2 separate regions of the Sus scrofa genome follow, and region 2 is linked to region 1. A link is a contact called in public promoter capture Hi-C data. All regions are on one chromosome and are shown on one strand. The core of a region is the stretch at or near the end of the contact, and the rest is flanking DNA. Distances in the headings are between cores, read along the strand shown. Region 1 holds the start of ZNF10 (zinc finger protein 10). Region 2 holds the start of ZNF140 (zinc finger protein 140).

Region 1 (2,724 bases), core at 91-2,590:
AGGTGGTTTAAAAAAGGGCAGGAAAGGGTTGTGTATTTCCCAGGTGGTTAACTTGCCAACATCTCTAACATGAAAGAGGCTTTTTAGCTAGCATATTGGATGATAACCCATCTTCCCTTCTATTTCCTTTTTTTTCTTTAACAATATATTCTGTATGTGCAGTGTAGGTATAATTTAAATTCTTCACCTTCTTCATATACTTTCGATAGGACCCATGTAATTTTGATGTCAACCTTCTCTTCTGGCATTTATTCTAGATGTTAACGTACAAAGTTGATTGGTTTAACTACTCCAGTGTCAAGGGAAAATAAAAACATATTATGAGCTGTCTATGAAAAACAAAAATGGGTTAAACACAAACACACCTCCAGTTAATCTACTTGATATAAAAATAAATAACAAGCAAATGAAGATCAGGAAGCTAGGAGCTGGAGATGCAGTTTGTTTCTTTTAAAGAGTACACACAAACCCACTCAATCTTAAAACACTGGAAATATTGATAACACTAACTGATAAATTTTGAGGAAAATAATGTCAAAGTAATTTCATTAAGTGAAAATTTTTTTTAAATGAGTATTTTTAGACTAGACGAAGAAATAGAAAACGATCCGCCCCTTGTGGCCACCAAGTTTATTTAAAGTAGACCTACTTCAATGTTTGCAGCATATAACTTCTATAACATCCGCCAGTTAAAGCCGGTAGTACATATACGTACTTTTTAAAGCCAGTACGACCACGATGGAATATAAGACATTCCCTGTTCCTACGCTAACAAAAATGAGCATAATCACGTTCAGCAGCCGCTGGAAAGGGCATACTCAAATTTTTAAACATCTAGTCCCAATTGGGAAAGAAAAGGTAAACCGGAATATGAGAACGTTATTCTGCATCGCTGAGAACAAGCGGTTCAAATTCCGCACCACCTCCCGGCACATTCCAGTACTAGGGTCCTGTCCCACTAACGCGACGGCGGGAACTCCTGGGCACCAGGGTACACCCAGGCCGGGGGGGCGAAAGTCAGAGAAAAAAAACCACTTGCCGGTGAAACGACCGCCGGCCCAGAACGACGAGGTTAACAAACAGGGGTACAACGTCTCGGAGAAGCGAGCACGAAACCGGCCCTTTCGTGCGTACCTGCGATCAGCACCCGGAGGCTCCGCACCTGGGAGATCCGGGGCGGGGACGACGCCGTCACAATGGCAGGGGCCGCAGCCGGCGCGCTCCGGACTAGGCCTCCACGCCCCGCGCAGTCCAGAACCGGCGGCCGCTGCGCCCTCCCACCCGGCCTCCTAGCGCCCACGCCCTCCCCACGCCGCGTCCCACGCCGCGTCCGGCCCTCGCTCACACGCACGCGCACGCGTCCCTGCCAATCACGACCCGCGAGCTGAGCAAGCCTTGACGCAGGGCGCAGACTCGCTTCTCCGGGCGGCGCAGGGGCTGCTGGGAGATGTCGTCCAGGTTCTTTCCCCACCAGCGGCGAGTGCGCGGCCTGTACCCCTCCTCACGATCCGGGCCTGGTTCCTCCGCCTTCCCCGGGAGCTCTCCCTACTTGCCCACGGCGGCTCGGTAGTTCCGACCCGAGAGACAGGTACCCCGGGGACAGGTGAGCGCATAGCTTAGGCGCGTGGAGGTAGAGGAAACGTGGAAGGGTGAGGGGTGAGGAGAGCTTAGGCTCCCGCGCGGTAGTCGGGCTTGAGTCCCCCAAGGTGGGGGGCGCCTGCCTGAAGGGGGCGGTGAGAGGGTGGCCTTGGCGGAGGCTGGCTTCCTTGCCTGGAGCGCGGAAAGAAGGAGGCTGGAGCTGGGGTTTGACCTCACTCTGTGAGCAAGAGGAGCAGCGATACTTTTTACCTTGCCCAGGAACTTTTCTTGAATCTTTCTTAACCTTGGTCAACTAAAAAAAAAAGCATAACCTAAAAGTTGAGAATTGTGTTTTATTCCGCAAACTTTATGAGTACGTAAGCCCAGGGTACAGCATCTCAGATTGGTCCCAGGGGCAGAAGAGGTAAGGGAGGAGCCTGGATATATAGGGGTTTTTGCAGCAAAGACCCAGTAGTCAAAATATCAAAAGATTTCTACTAATTAAGGAAAAGCTGACATCTGAAATTTCACATATTTAGCCCTTTTCTATGTAAGATGTAAGAGTCTGGGTTCACTGAAATCATTCCTTTTATTTGCATCTTGACTGTCTAGGACCAGTGTCCTGTGTTTCTCCATCCTGAATCCCCCCAGGGTGCACCTTGGGGGTGGACAGCTGCAGTGGCTGATGGCATGCTGGCTGCAGGACCTTTGTTTGTTAGTATGACAGACTGTCATTCTATGTCCAGAGCACCTCTTTTTGGTCATTAATTCAGTCAGTGTTTGGGAGCGTTTCATGACTGGTTTTGTCCCACAGCACTAGGAAAGCTCATTCCTAACTAGATCAGGCAAAGATTTCTGTTGATAGGCCATTAGATGTGCTGAATTTTTTTTTCTTTTTTTTCTTTTTTTTTTTTTTTTTTTTTGATTAGGCCCTGTTGGTAATCTCAAATTCTGTAGATCGGCTTGTCTAACTAGTTTATTACTTTTTTTTTTTTTTTTTTGCCTTTTGCGGCGGCACCCACAGCATATGGAGGTTCCCAGGCAAGGGGTCTAATTGGAGCTACAGCTGCTGGCCTACACCACAGCAACAGCAATGCCAGATCCAAGCTGTGTCTGTGACCTATACCACAGATCATGGCAACACCA
Region 2 (2,711 bases), core at 29-2,528, 40 kb after region 1:
ACCTTGAACTCTCTAGTTGGCCTTATTCCCCACCTCTGTGAAGCACAACTGCCAGCATGGCATTTAGCCTCAACCACAGCAATAATTAGTGTTCCTTGCTAAAGAAACTAAACGTCATGCCTGAAAAATGAGCTCTGTGAGTTCAAAGATGTTGTTTTGCTCCCTGCAGATCCCCAAGTCCTAGGACACGTCGCGCATTAAACCACCAGAAGGGGCTGTCAATGTGCAGACCGCACACCCAGTTTCTGGTCCACAAGCCCGGGTTGGGGCTCTTGGATATACATTTCCAAGAAATTATTTGGTGATACTAACAGTGCTGTACCAGGGCTCACACACTGAGACCACTGGTACGGGAAGTAGACAATAAAAATAATGCCAATTAACGCAGAGGGAATGAGACCTTCTAATACCCGGGGGGAAGAGGAACATGACAGCCAGGTCAGAAACCTGCCCACGCCGGGCCTGCGCCCCCTGCCCCCACCCCACCAGAACCCTCTTCCCTCCCCGGATGTACACGAGAGAGAAAGGGGCGAGGGTGGGGGGAGCACGGGGTCGGGGAGGAATGTTTTAGGAGAAAGCAAGCCTCTCTCCCCCAGAAAGGCACACCAGCTTACCCAAGACATGGCTCCCGGCAGGGCCCGCGGAAAGCAGAAAATGCGGACGGCAGGGCTGGCAGGGAGAGAAAGATGCTGAATGCGGGGGCCGAAGGGCCGCGCCAGGTAACGGGCCCGGACCAGGGTGCCGCGGCTCCGCATTCCCCGCCCTTGTCACACAGCTGCACGGGCCCGGGACAACCCCCTCGCCGCTGCGGAGGGGCTCCGGGCCCGGACCTGACCCGAGCCCGGACCTGACCCGCGCCCGCCGCGCCACCGCCTTTAAGGGGGCTGCACCTCGGGGCGTTTCCTCCTCGCTGCAGGCCATGCGGGCCCACGCTTCCCCAGCTTGGGATGGAGCCCCCGCCCCCGGCCCCGGCGGGGATCGGCGTGGCAGGGCGGGCCCTTCCCCTACCTCGGCCCGCGCAGGCCAGGCGCTCAGCTCTTGGCTCTGCGAGCAGTGACTCCGCGCCGGCGCCCCGCAAACTGCGCCTTCCGGAGCCTCAGAGACGGACGCGAACCAAGCCAGGGCCTGCCGCGGCTCGGCTTCCCAAGACCCACCGCGGTCTCCGCGCATCGTGGGCAACTCGCCCACACACACTACAACTCCCAGGAGGCGCCGCGCCCACGGGGCGGGGGGGCGGGGACGAGCTTCAGTTAGGCGCATTTCCCAGGGCCCACCGCGGCCGCAGCCTCCTACAGAGCAGTCCTCCCCACTCAGACTACAACTTCCAGAACCGACTGCAGCCCCAATACCTCCCTTGAGGACCCCCCATCCCTGACAGCTGCAATGGCTGACTGTATCGGTGAACTGAAGGAAAGGACCTGAGCCAGGAATGCCATTGAAGGCTACTGCCTTCCGTATCCTGGATTCTAGGAGCTGCGGGTCAGGGGAGACTGAGTCAAGATGTTACCCAATCAGGTACGGCTTCTCGAAGCTCGAAAAATCAATGCTTGGGAGAGACAAATGTTGGTGTCAGGGAAAGGTGCTTTTATTCAGAATGCCGGCAATTCGGAGAAATGATGGATTCAGTGTCCCCAAAAGCCACCTCTCAGGATTCTGCTGGGCCATGAAAGTTTTAAAATGAAGTCATCTCAGTTAATGGGTCGGGGGGAGTTGTCAGGTTGCTGGCTTGTGAACCCGGTGATGTAGTTTGGTCGCAAAGTTTGTTGCAAGATTACTGAAGAGGAAGCTAGGGAAGCATTGTTTAGTCATCTGTTAATTGCTCTTTCTTTCTTTCTTTCTTTTCTTTCCTTCTTTCTTTCTTTCCTTCCTTCTTTCTTTCTTTCCTTCCTTCCTTCTTTCCTTCTTTCCTTCCTTCCTTCCTTCTTTCTTTCTCTCTTTCTTTTTTTTAAAGGCCGCCCGAGGCATTTGGAGTTCCCAGGGACAAGAATCAGATCCCAGCCACAGCTTCGACCTAAGCCACTGTGCCAGGCATGTAACCTACGTCCCAGCGCTCACAAGATGCTCCCAAGACCCCACAGATCCTATTGTGCCACAGCAGGAATTCCTGCTTATTCTTTAGACAAGATATTATGTGATCAAAAGATTTGAAAGGTGTGCTAGCGCTGGAGCTGAACAGGGGGGTTCCTGGTTTAAAAGTTAGTTGCAATGTAGCTTTGCTAAAGTGACCAGGAAAGGGGCCTCCTGCTGAGGTTGGTTTCCTGCAAAGAGCTGCTTGCAAAGAAACAGTTTAAAAGAAGATTGTAGGGAGTTATCTTGTGATGCAGTGGGTTAAAGATCCGGCACTGTCATCGCAGCAGCTCAGGTTGCTGCTGTGATGTGGGTTTGATCCCTGACCTGGAAGCTTCCACATGGCGTGGACGTGGCCAAACATATAGCTAAACAGAATAAATAAGTAAAAGAAGAGTGTAGGAGTTCCATTGTGGCGCAGGGGAAATGAATCCGACTAGGAACCATGAGGTTGCAGGTTCAATCCCTGGCCTCGCTCAGTGGGTTAAGAATCTGGCGTTGCTGTGAGCTGTGGTATAGGTCAAGGACACAGCTTGGATCTGATGTTGCTGTGGCTGTGGCATAGGCCTGCAGCTATAGCTCCAATTGGACCCCTAGCCTGGGAACCTCCATATGCCACAGGTGTGGCCCTAAAAAAAAATGTG

What was found. Promoter capture Hi-C pulls out the DNA fragments that hold promoters and counts their contacts.
Region 2: a contact with region 1 is called in a promoter capture Hi-C map of liver, with 2.6 times the contacts expected there. The contact joins the promoter of ZNF140 here to the promoter of ZNF10 in region 1. A contact is called at or near these places in 1 of 5 promoter capture datasets (liver), 6 of 47 Hi-C or Micro-C datasets (heart right ventricle, liver, skeletal muscle and 1 more) and 2 of 2 datasets of contacts at active chromatin or transcription factors (alveolar macrophages and skeletal muscle).

The regions. Positions count from the first base shown.
Region 1 is chr14:22,501,306-22,504,029 of Sscrofa11.1, forward strand. It overlaps ZNF10 (zinc finger protein 10), which reads right to left and starts at 1,341. Exons shown (of 5, transcript XM_021072890.1): 1 at 1,135-1,341. ZNF891 (zinc finger protein 891) reads left to right here and starts at 1,433. Exons shown (of 2, transcript XM_021072903.1): 1 at 1,433-1,603.
Region 2 is chr14:22,541,507-22,544,217 of Sscrofa11.1, forward strand. ZNF140 (zinc finger protein 140) reads right to left here and starts at 1,279. Exons shown (of 4, transcript XM_021072894.1): 1 at 1,009-1,279; 2 at 615-669. The coding sequence starts at 1,260.